2 separate regions of the Sus scrofa genome follow, and region 1 is linked to region 2. Evidence: chromatin contacts called from public promoter capture Hi-C data. All regions are on one chromosome and are shown on one strand. Each heading gives the region's core, a stretch centred on a gene start, on an enhancer-like site or on the middle of the called end of the contact. The rest is flanking DNA. Distances are from core to core; before and after follow the strand shown.

Evidence for each region. Promoter capture Hi-C pulls out the DNA fragments that hold promoters and counts their contacts.
Region 1: a promoter capture Hi-C map of liver shows a contact between it and region 2, with 2.0 times the contacts expected there. The contact joins the promoter of TMEM87A here to the promoter of HAUS2 in region 2. A contact is called at or near these places in 1 of 5 promoter capture datasets (liver) and 1 of 47 Hi-C or Micro-C datasets (heart right ventricle).

The regions. Positions count from the first base shown.
Region 1 is chr1:129,097,036-129,100,002 of Sscrofa11.1, forward strand. TMEM87A (transmembrane protein 87A) reads left to right here and starts at 1,353. Exons shown (of 20, transcript XM_005659710.3): 1 at 1,353-1,599; 2 at 2,866-2,926. The coding sequence starts at 1,441. GANC (neutral alpha-glucosidase C) reads right to left here and starts at 1,278. Exons shown (of 25, transcript XR_002345333.1): 1 at 364-1,278.
Region 2 is chr1:128,837,689-128,840,400 of Sscrofa11.1, forward strand. It overlaps HAUS2 (HAUS augmin like complex subunit 2), which reads right to left and starts at 1,339. Exons shown (of 6, transcript NM_001243905.1): 1 at 1,233-1,339. The coding sequence starts at 1,325. LRRC57 (leucine rich repeat containing 57) reads left to right here and starts at 1,449. Exons shown (of 6, transcript NM_001244811.1): 1 at 1,449-1,631; 2 at 1,723-1,828; 3 at 1,926-2,064. The coding sequence starts at 1,745.

The DNA of each region.
Region 1 (2,967 bases), core at 103-2,602, 260 kb after region 2:
AGTGTGCAAAGATTAGAGAAATTAGCATTCTTTCCAGCTTTGAAGAATATACTCTGGAATGCTTCAGGAAGAGGTGTATACAGCGGAATTTGGAAAGCAACATGCTTGAAATTCATGTGTTAAGAGTTCTGATAACAATTCTTCCAGTTTTGTTAACTATCTTGAAAATACTTCATGCGGGGCTATTAATATCACCTAATTCTCTGGAGAATTGAAAAGATATAAATTTAATGTACAAATACCAAACGTGCAAACAAGCGCAATCAAAGTCAATAAAATCTTCAAAGCCAGAATGTTGTTTCCAGGTTCTGCCTGCCTCCGTGGGCCCTGGAGTCAGTTCCTGCTGGACTACTGGGATTTTACCTGATTTCCTCTTTGCCAGCTGCTTCCATGGCTTCCCAGTCACTTCACCAGGCTCCCAGCTCTCAGGCAAAGGCCCCAGGCGGTCTCTTAGATTGTCTTTCTAAATAACCACCAGCGCTTTACCACCGTCAAGTTTCTGGGGCTCCAGGTTCTCAAGGAGTGACAAATTGACACCTGCTCCTGGGATTTCCACGCCCAAACTAGTCTTTCTACTAGTTTTTTGGGGGCAAAGTTTTCTTGGTTTTGAGTGGCTGGTCAGGAACTACCTTCATTAGGAACCGAAAAGGTTTCTGCAACAGAGGGGGCGTGAACTCAGACCCAGAGGATGAAAACCCTGAGACTGAGAACCAGGAAGTACCAAGACGGTCTGCGTGACTTGGGCGAAGCTTCTGCAGATCTTTCTCAGTGACGGTCACGCCAAAGATACTGAAAACTGACCCACTCTCTCCCGGTTTTAGCTGTGAGTAGGAAGTGCCGGCCGGGTGGCTGCTCTAAGTTGATGTGCGCCGGCCAACATCTACATCACAGACTTAAGGGCCAGAAGGGGTTTTTTAAAAGGAGTTATCTGTTACACCGTCCAGTTTAGGAATCGCTTATACTCCACCCCGGCTAAATTCCAGTTTTTGCTTAAATACCTCCGGAAACCTAGAACTCAATACTAGACTTTAAGTAGGCAGCCAGACTTACGGCTTTCCTAGACTCCTGGCCCCGGCATTTGACTCGGACTCAGAAGGAATGAGGGACAGGGGCCAACAGGAGGAGGAGAGAGCCAAACGCCCCACGGGGTTCTTGTCTGGTCCCCAAACCCTTAAGGTAGAGGAGTCGAGAGACTCGGCGATGGCTTTTGGCGATGAACCTAGCGCTCCAAGGTGACTAGGTTACAACAAGATGACGCCTGCGCAGTAGGTACAAAGCCTCACACCAGGCCGTGACGTATGCCTGAAGGAGGGGCTGCTGAGTCGCAAAACAAACACGCCCCCTGCGGTTTTGAGGACCCGGATGATCCCGCCCCCAGAGGGGAGCCGGAAGAGGGCGGGACGAACCGGAAGAAGGTGAAATACTTTGGGTAGGCACTCCATGGCTGTGAAGATGGCGTCGGCTGCGTGGCTTCAGGTGTTGCCTGTCATTCTTCTTCTTCTTCTGGGGGCTCCCACGTCCCCACTGTCACATTTCGGTGTAGGACCGGCATCCGTGGCAGCTGCCGACCGATCCAAGTGGCGCATACCGATATCGTTGGTGAGTGTTCACTTAAGGAGAAACTGAGCCTGGAAGAGTAAGGGGGTGGGGCTACGGCGGCCCATGGGGTCCAGGAAGGTTCCGCCAAAGTACGCTTCCAAAGGGGTGGGACTGCCGGGAGCGTTTGTGTCCTTGGTTAACGTGGACTCACCTACCTGGAGTGGAAAGCCGCACACTTCTGTGGGTAGATTAGCAGTAATGCCAGGGTCGTTTCCGAAACGGAGAGTGGTGATGGAGCGGTTCTTTATCAGCAGAGTCAGAGAACTTTCTTTGACTGGAGGCATGTAAACTTGATGTATATGTGGAAAGTGGTTTTTCTTTTCAGCTGAACTTTCGCAGAATCTTATGACTCCGGGTTGAATGAGAGGGATATGTAAATAGACATCTTTTTTTTTCTTCCTCTTCATTTTTTGGCTACTAGATGATTCTACTTGTGAAGCTGTTTGATTTCGTTTGGACTTTGAAATAGTTATTCTAAGCTTTGCCATGTGATTAGGAAGCCTAAGCATTTGAAATGTAGTCTAATTTGAGAGTGGACAAAACGGAAGAAACAGTATTCTAAAATTTATTGTGAGAAGTTAGTTTTTCTTCTGGACAAATTAACTAGATAGGTTGACCCTCGGCCCTTTTAAAACCTCCTTTGAGTAAGAGCTATAGTCCTGTGAGCTGATAAATCACAAGCTGGCAGGAAATGCCAGAAGTCATTAGTCTTATTAAAATCACAGTAGTCTTTTTTGTTCTGCTCTGCTCACTGGTTGTAATGCCCAAATCTTATTTGAGCTTTTGATATGGCAGGAATTATAGCTTTTGTTCAGTTGGTGAAGATCTTCAGGTTCTCGGTTTTAGGTACTGTTACTTGTATAATGGTTGATAGTTGAATTTGGCCATCTGCTCATAGAATAGTTTGTTTGAAGAAATGATTGGTTATTCTAGACAATGATCAGTGAGTAAAAGGAGTGAACCGATTAAAGAGTACCTTCCATGAAGATTTAAGTTATCTGAGGATTTGTAGGAGCCTTCCTTCCAGAGTCCTTGCTTCATGGCCTGTGGAAAAAAAATCATGTCTCCGCACCAAGCTTCAAAATCCTGCAGATTGGATATGGTTGAATTTTACTAAAAGGAAGGATATTTATGCATTTTTTGTATGTGTGTTAAGAAAACTAACTTGAACATTTTATAAATTTAGGTTTTTATACCAGTTGCATGCTGCTTTGGGGATTAAAGTGATTTGATGCTAATTATCCTTTCTCTTCTTTATCTTTGCAGGGGAAAAATTATTTTAGTTTTGGAAAGATCCTCTTCAAAAATACTACTATCTTCCTGAAATGTGAGTTTTTTGCATTTCATGAAGTTTTATTGAGTTTTTGA
Region 2 (2,712 bases), core at 89-2,588:
CTTTGGTACAGAACTAGACAACACTAGTGAGAGCATTATGCAACGTGGCAGAAAGAAAACACAGGAGAGAAGTGAGGAAGGTGAGAACTATGGAGTGCTGTGGTTATGTTTTGTCTACTTTCCAATGCATTCCTTACTTCCACTCATTTTCCCCAAAATCCATAAAAAGTCTTGTTACTAGGTCTTCAAGTTCTTCAACAGTTTAAACTCTTTCAAGACAGTGTCACAAGTCATCCTAGAGATGATATGATGTGTCAGAAAAGGGAGAGCATCGGGATCTAACTACTTCGCTAGTTGAGTGACTTGGACATGTTTCTTGGTCTCCTTAGGTTTTTGTTTTTGCATCTTAAAATTACTCTAAGCAGATAATAGAATTCTCTAATGACTCTTCTGGGTATAAAGACTTGCATATTTCCCACAAATCTTCCATCATGTGTATACCGCTAATCTCTGCAGATGGTTTTACCTATTTTTCTCAGTTTCCTTTTTTAGTGAAATTTCTCAACTTCTTCATTACCTCAAAATTTCTTTCTCTTCTCTTAACCCCACTTTCCCCATTCCCTTGTCACATCTGCTATTTCTATTTCATTACTCCCTCACATCTTCAATTTCTCCCTCCATTGGCTCTTTCCCTTTGACCTGCGAACATGCGCTTCCTTGCCGAATCTAAAACTACCACCCCCTTGAGCTAGTCTCCCTCTTCTCTTCTCAAAATTAACACCTTCCTTCATTCAGGTTCCAAGGTTTTATGGGTCTTCTTCGCCAATATTTTTTTCCCCTGGCCTTTAAAGATGCATGCCTCCCTTGCCGCTCTCCTGTATCCAGCGTCTCCCGTAATGCCTCAATATTTCACACAAACGAGCGTTATTTGGAGATTTATGTTTTAGCACCCACCCGTACTTCCCAACCCCGCCACCCATTACAATCTACAGGCGGTATCACTGAATGAAAAAAAGCGGGGAACACTAATCTTTATTATCGCCCATGAAATGATCTGGAGTAACTCACTCGCCAGACACTTGAAACACCTTCTCAGAATCAAGATTTTGCAGAACCCACAGCGGACTAGACACTTCTGCCGCCCGCAAGGAGCTCCACTTGCCTCGAACCTAGCACAGCCTCCAGCTAACCCTCACACCCACTCCCGCAGCCAACACCACCACCACCACCTCACAGCCATCTTCTGTCACCACTTTGGGCACCCCCTTAATGACGCCATAGCCCCCACGCACCTGAGTGACCAACCCTGAAGCTACGAAATGGCCCAGCAGTAGCCCGGCAGCGTTTGGCGCGGAGGCCAGGTCCCAGGGGCTAGCGGCAGCCATGGCTGGGCAACACCTTCCCGGGTGGCGCGGAGAGTGAGTGGAACGCTCGGCGCGGCTCGATGACGTCACAGGGTGTTTCCTCCCGGGCGGGGAACTCATCCCCTGCGAGCGCGGGTCCTGGTTCTTTCTCCACCCAGCCGGCTGTGAGCTGAGGGGTAGGAGGCGAGTTCCGGGATTCCGGATCCTCCCTAGGCTCCTAGCGGCGGCTGGTTTCGGAAGAGCTGCAAAATCGGCAGGGCCTGGTGTTCTGCTCTTTCTTCCCAGCCACTCTTGGGCTGGCCCCCAAGATCCAGGGATCCGCAGGAGGTGACAGCTGAGGCTTCAGACCCAGCCGGGAGGCCAACCGGGTGGCTGGGTGCCTGGACCGAGCGGTGACAGCTGCGCTTCCTTCCCACAGGGACCTGAGCAGTGGCGCTAGGATGGGAAACAGTGCCCTCCGTGCTCATGTGGAAACCGCGCAGAAAACTGGTGTCTTTCAGCTTAAGGATCGTGGGCTGACCGAGGTGAGACTGGAAGGACTCGGACCAGGGAATTTAAAGGGAGAGGGACGGCGGGCGGGGAAGTTAAAGGATTCTCTGCGCTGTGAACCCCTTTCATCAGTTCCCCTCAGAGTTGCAGAAGCTGACAAGCAATCTCAGGACCATCGACTTGTCCAGCAACAAGATCGAGAGTCTACCGCCTATGATTATAGGGAAGTTCACTCTACTGAAGAGCCTCTCCTTGAACAACAACAGACTGAGTACGGCTTTTGCGCCTGGGGAGGCTTTTGCGCCTGGGGAGGTTTGCTCCTGGGGAAGCTTTTGCTAGTGATAAGGTGTTAAAGAGGGTGGTTTTTCTCTTGGAATATAGTGTGGAGTGTGATTATAATGTTATAAAACTAGTTTTCAAATAAATATATCAGAATCTTAAGGGAAAAAAAGGGTGGTTTTTTCCTAACAAGCTGATTGTTGTTATGAAACAGTTCAGGAGCTCAAGACTAGGGAGAATGTCTGAGTCCTTGAAGCTTTCTATCTGTTGTAATTATATTTATAAGCCTCCTCTGGTATTGTATTGTTGGGGATGGGGTTAATTTGGATTTGAAAGGGACTGTCTTTGGGAGGTAATGTAGGCAGGGCTAATTTTGCTACTGATTTGGAAGGGCAGATGGGATGGAAAGGGGAGGGTGTTCCAAATCCCACAAAACTGCTGTGGGATTGTGCAGTGGCCCCTTCACAAAAGGAGCCCATTATACACATAATGCTTTCCCGCATTTTTTTTTTTTTTTTTTGGTCTTTTGTCCTTTTAGGGCCACACCGGCGGCATATGGAGGTTCCTGGGCTAGGGGTCTAATTGGAACTGTTGCTGCTGGCCTACGCCAGAGCCACAGCAATGCCAGATCTGAGCCACG